Linked DNA regions of Pan troglodytes: region 2 is linked to region 1. A link is a contact called in public HiChIP or PLAC-seq data. All regions are on one chromosome and are shown on one strand. Each heading gives the region's core, a stretch centred on a gene start, on an enhancer-like site or on the middle of the called end of the contact. The rest is flanking DNA. Distances are from core to core; before and after follow the strand shown.

The links. HiChIP or PLAC-seq counts read pairs in DNA pulled down with a chosen protein or histone mark.
Region 2: an H3K4me3 HiChIP or PLAC-seq map of stem cell-derived excitatory neurons shows a contact between it and region 1, with 4 times the contacts expected there. The contact joins the promoter of DYNLRB2 here to the promoter of MAF in region 1. A contact is called at or near these places in 1 of 7 Hi-C or Micro-C datasets (stem cell-derived neural progenitor cells) and 1 of 1 datasets of contacts at active chromatin or transcription factors (stem cell-derived excitatory neurons).

Annotation. Positions count from the first base shown.
Region 1 is chr18:77,744,306-77,747,005 of NHGRI_mPanTro3-v2.0_pri, forward strand. MAF (MAF bZIP transcription factor) reads right to left here and starts at 1,385. Exons shown (of 2, transcript XM_511123.7): 1 at 1-1,385. The coding sequence starts at 940. It overlaps LOC104002681 (a long non-coding RNA gene), which reads left to right and starts at 1,873. Exons shown (of 2, transcript XR_008540073.1): 1 at 1,873-2,700.
Region 2 is chr18:78,691,908-78,694,607 of NHGRI_mPanTro3-v2.0_pri, forward strand. DYNLRB2 (dynein light chain roadblock-type 2) reads left to right here and starts at 1,296. Exons shown (of 7, transcript XR_010152641.1): 1 at 1,296-1,382. LOC104002686 (a long non-coding RNA gene) reads right to left here and starts at 1,244. Exons shown (of 4, transcript XR_675071.5): 1 at 1,133-1,244.

The DNA.
Region 1 (2,700 bases), core at 135-2,634:
GTCTCTGCTGCACCCTCTTGAAGCGGCAGGACTGGGCATAGCCGCGGTTTTTCAGGGTCCGCCTCTTCTGCTTCAGCCGGATCACCTCCTCCTTGCTGACCCCGCGCAGCTGCCGGTTCAGCTCGCGCACAGACATGGTCACCAGCTGCTCGTCGGAGAAGCGGTCGTCGAAGTGCAGGCCGCCGGCGGCGTGGTGCGGGTGCAGGGCGCCCCCCGCCCCCGCCGCGCCCCCGCCGCCTCCGCCGCCGCCGCCGCCGCCGCCGCCCCCAGCGCTGGCCGGGCCACCGCCGCCCGCGCCCCCAGCGCCACCGGCCGAGGCGGCCGCGCTGCCCGCGGCGCCGGGCGCGCCGGCCGTCGGGTGGTGGTGGTGGCCGGCGGCGTGGTGGTGGTGGTGGTGGTAGTGCGGGCCCGCGCCGCTCTGCGCGGCGGCCGCGGCGATCACGGCGGACACCACGGCGGCGGCGGGGCCCATCTCCTCGCCGCTGCCGCCCAAGGAGGCGCCGGCACCAGCCCCGGCCGCCGCGGCCAGCTGCTGCGCCCCGCGCGCGTAGCCATCGAAGCCGCCCTGGAGCTGGTGGCTGTTGCTGATGAGTGCCTCGACCGCGTCCTCAGGGCTGAAGCCCAGCGCCTCGGGGTTCAGCTGCTGCGGGTAGCCGGTCATCCAGTAGTAGTCTTCCAGGTGCGCCTTCTGCTCGCTGCCCGAGCCCGGGCTGGGCGCCGAGAAGCTGGGGGAAGGGGGCACCGAGCTGCACGGCGTGCTCATGGGGGTGGAGGACAGCGAGCCCCCGGCGATGAGACGGCCGCACTGGCTGATGATGCGGTCGGTCTCCACCGGTTCCTTTTTCACTTCAAACTTCATCAGATCGAAGTCATTAACATATTCCATGGCCAGGGGACTGGTGGGCAGGTCGGAGTTGCTCATTGCCAGTTCTGATGCCATTCTCCTGCCGCCGCCGCCGCCGCCGCTCCGCCAGATGGGCTGCAGGAGAGGGGCCAGCGGGCTGTGCTGGGTGGCCAGCGGGTGAGCCAGCTTGCCGGGCTGGGGCGCTTCTAGCTTGCGCGGCGGTGGCTGGCCCGAAACCTCCGAGCGCGCTCACACACACACCCCCCCGCCCTGCCCGCGCCCCCCGCGCCCGCCCTCCCTCCCCCCTGCTCACGCCAATGTGCTCCCTCGCTCGCCCCGGCCCCTCCTTGCTCGCTCGCCTCCTTGCGCGCCGAGCCGGCGGCTTCAGGCTCGGGAAGATCCTCCGCGAGCTGCGGTGGCGGCGGTGGTGGCTGCGGCGGCGAAGCTGGAGGAGCCCGGCCCGGTGCGCGGCGTCCCCCGCTCGCCGCTCCGCTGCGCGCTTTGCATAAGGAAGGGCTCGCCTCGCCGGCCCGGGCTGCAGGCAGGGCGCGCGCGGCGGCCGCTCGGGGCTGGAGGCGCGGCGGGCGTCTGTCCGGGCGGCGCGGGCCTTGGCACGGGGGAGTTAACACTTCATGCTTCTCGCCTCCTCTTCTGCTTGGCTCTCTTTATTATTTTTTTTCTTTCCTCTCTCTCCCTCGCGCGCTCTCTCCCTCTGTGCAAAGTGCAAGGCAGAGGTGCAGCCCGACTGGAGGAGAGGGAGGGGGGAGTTTAGTTCTTTCTTGCCTTTTTTTAAAAAAGCAAAATAGCGAAGTCCTGGGGAAAGACGAGGCAGAGAGCAAAGGGGGGAGGGGGAGGCCAAGCCGACAAGCAGCCCGAGCTACAGCTCGAAGATGAAAAAAGATTTTAAAGCCTCTGATCCAGCAAGAAGAGTTTAAAGCAATTGCTGAGTTTTATAGCACTCGTGACGTCAGGTCCAAATGAGAAATTGACTGGCACTCCGGGCCAATGGGAGGCAGCGAGAGCGGCCGCGATTAGCATAATAGTATAGAAACAAGGAAACTTTTCGGAGCTGTCAATCAGGGCCCAATCAGCTGACTGTCAGCTGGGACGGGCTGGCTTAACCCTTCCTGCGCCGCTGCCTACCCGGGAGGGAACGAGGCCCGACGCAAAGTTTGGTGTAAGAGGGGAAGGAGTTTTTCCAGAGGGGCTTCGGCAATCCGGGCGGACCTAGGAGGACGGTTTGCTTTTCTTTGGAGCGCGAGACAGGCCTCCCATCCGGAACCCCAGCTCGCTGGGGGCTCACTCGGCTGGGATTGGCCTGATTCCCCTCCCCTGCCTGCCCTCCACCCCCAGGATTGTGAATTCGCCTCCCAGCTTTTCCTCCTCGCACCAACTCTGGTACCCAGGTGTCTGCCGGGGACCTTCCTTCCCTGAGCCTGGCCGTGCCCGGCGCTCAAACTTGGCCCCAACTCTTTGTCCGTCTCTCGGGCGCCCGTGCGGGGAAGGGACCGGGAAGGGAGGGATGCAGTGGGGTGTCCGGATCGGGACTGCGGGCTGGGCGCCGCCCGGCCGTGCGCCTGCCCAGAAGGCTGGGCATCCGTGGAGAGGGAAAGCCCATTTTATCACTCTCTTTACAAGGAGGTAAAATAAGTTGTTTAGAGGCCATTCTTCACGGAGACTGGCTGCCCGCTGGCGTCGCGTGCCCTTGGACAGAGCGAGCGCCTATGCGAGATAACTCCGGGGAAGCTCAAAGTCAGGTCAGCCGGGCTCAGCCTTCCGGCTCCTGACTGGCCGCAGTTTGGCCTTTGAGACTCATATTGCGCGCTCGCTCTCTCTCTCTCTCTCACACACACACA
Region 2 (2,700 bases), core at 46-2,545, 950 kb after region 1:
TAATAAAATGACAGATGTGGAGTTGAAATGGATCATCGAGTCCAAGCCTGCCAATGAGTTCAAAACTGTCCCAGAGCACCCCTAACATGGACCATTCAGAATCCAGTTGACATTCCTAGCACGATGCATGCCTTGTTTAGTGTGAGACTACTTTCTGGAAATGGATGCACAAACAGAATCAGTATTACAGGAAGTTGTTATGGCATGGTCCCTATGAAGATGCATTCCCAACTTACAGCTTGTATTTTGTAATCAATATTTGTCCTCCTCTAACCTCAGGAAGTCATAACATGACTCCAGCCATAAAATTTTCCTGCTGTGCTTCTTCGTACAATAGTGGCTCTTTTCCTCCTAGGCTATAAGGATATTATCAATGTCCCTCAAAAGGTCAAGTGACTTCTCACCATTCCTAACTGATCTTTAACGTGTTTCCTCCAACAGTTCCTTAAACACCCAATGAGATGCTCTTCTATGGCAACGTATAGAACCTCCAGAACTACCACTTGCAATTTTTTAGTAACTCAGAACTGTTGATTTTTAAAATGGCAAAAATACAGATCCTAATGGATACTGACAACTAACAGAAATACTGACAAGTAGCAACTCTTCAACGGAGTTGAGAACAGGAAGAGGGTGCTATAACTAGGTGAGAACATAAAATGTGCAACTGTGCTTACTCTACTGATCTCAGAGTAGACAGATAGAAAGTAATTTTTTTAAGTACATAAGGTTGTACTATTTGATGCTCTGATATATTTTTCTTCAATATAAAAACTACTGGGAGGCGAGCGAACAGTATCTGCCCTGAACAGGGCAGTACTAATGGACGGTCACAGGCAGCTAAGACTATCACCAAACCCCTAGAGCAGCCCAACCCCGAAGTCAGATGGTCCTGTCCCCTCCTTACTTGCTCCAGGGCAAGTATCACACGTGGACATTACTGCTTCCAGTACTGTTTCATGCATTTTGTTTGGTGCATTTTGTCCGTCTCCCTGGCACCTGGTGGGTGGTGAATCAGCAGTTTTTGAACGAATAAGTGGTTATTACATTAATTCGTGCCTCAATGAATGAATGAATGGACAAACACAGGCCGGGAGCCTGACCCACTTCCCTCTTCCCTCCCGGGACCCACCGCTCCAGGACTGGGCGAACCTCAGGCGAGCGTCTGCTCCCCTCTTCCGCGAACCTTCGCCTACGGCGGCCGGGAGGCATCAGGAGCGCGGTCAGGGCGAAAAAGCCGACTCGCGAGCGCGCAGGCGCAGCCCTGACGCTTCCGTGGGGCCACTTCCTTCTTTGTCTCCTAGCAACGGCGGGTAGCGTTGTTGACATCCCGGGAGGCTGTGCCGCCGGCCTGAGCCCAGAGTTTCGCGGCCTCCGCGATGGTAAATCTGGGGTCTCCGTCCACGCCCCGCCGTTCCAAGCACGCCGACCGGCAAGGACCTTCGCACCCAGCTTCTGGGGCCCACCCAGGCACGGGCGGTCCAGGGGCCGCGGCGGAGGCTGGTGGCTCCAGGATCTTCCTGGAGGGGCGAGAGGGAGACCTTGGAAAGGGGCAAGAAGATGTCTAGATGAGTGGAAGCTGTCTTGGGAATTGATTTCGCGGGGATGGTACATAGGGAGGGGTGATGTTGAGAAAGGGAAGAGAGAGATTGAGAGGATGAAGAATGCTCAGGGGAGTGAGAAATCCGGGGAGCCAGGAAAGTTTCCAAAGAGGGGGCGGGAGGCCGAGATGGAGAGGAAAAAAAATCAGACCCTTAGAGAGAAGGAAGAGGTGGGACAGGGAAAGCAAGGGAATGGAAGGGTGAGAAGGGAAGATACTGAGAAAGAAGAAAGGGAAATAAAAAAAAAGGAAAGAAGTGATGGGAGACCCGCCCCCCTTCCCCCCAGAAAAAGAGGTAAGAAAAAAAAAAAGTAGAGACTGTGGAAAGCAAAGGGCGTTAAGAGAAGAATGAAACGGGGATTGGAGATGGGCATTAAGAAATTATACTAGGAGCACTTACAAATCATGAGAAGAGAAACAACTGGGTGGAGAAATGGAAAGGCTAGGGAAAGAAAAGAAAGGAGTTTGGGAGATACGTAAAGGGAGAAAGATAAATGAGGACACAGTGGCTGTAAGAAGCTGTGGACATCGTCTTAAAGATTGCCCAAAATGCAGTGAATTATTGATCCCCTGTTCAACGCTTACGGTTTAGTGTAGTGTTTCTCAAAGTCAGATGCAAACATTCGTTGCTACATAAGATGGCCGAGAAATGCTAAATAAGAGTGAATCACATCGTGAGAAAGTTATTCCTCTTCCATTTTGTTCAACCTTCAGACTACATACAGGAGAAAATTTCTGTTGCTATTAGGTCCTTAATACCACGGTCATTTGGAAATTTCCATTTTTTCATCCGAAGAGCAGGCCTCAGGCTCAGAGCTTTCATTGCAGTAGAATTTAATGATAGGCTCTCTCTTCATTTTGTTCATTTTGTTCATTTTACAGTTATTTCTATTTATGAGGAATAACGTCAGGTTTCCATTTGTGGTAGTGACATACGGTTTCCTCTTAAAATGCATTTATTTAAGCTTTTAGCAGTGAGATAATTTAAAGAACACCTAGATAAATAGTATACATGGCATTCATAATGGCAAGAATCATGAATCTAGTACACAAATGCCGAAAGTCAAGAAAACATTGGCTCTGATGCTGAAATAGAGAAA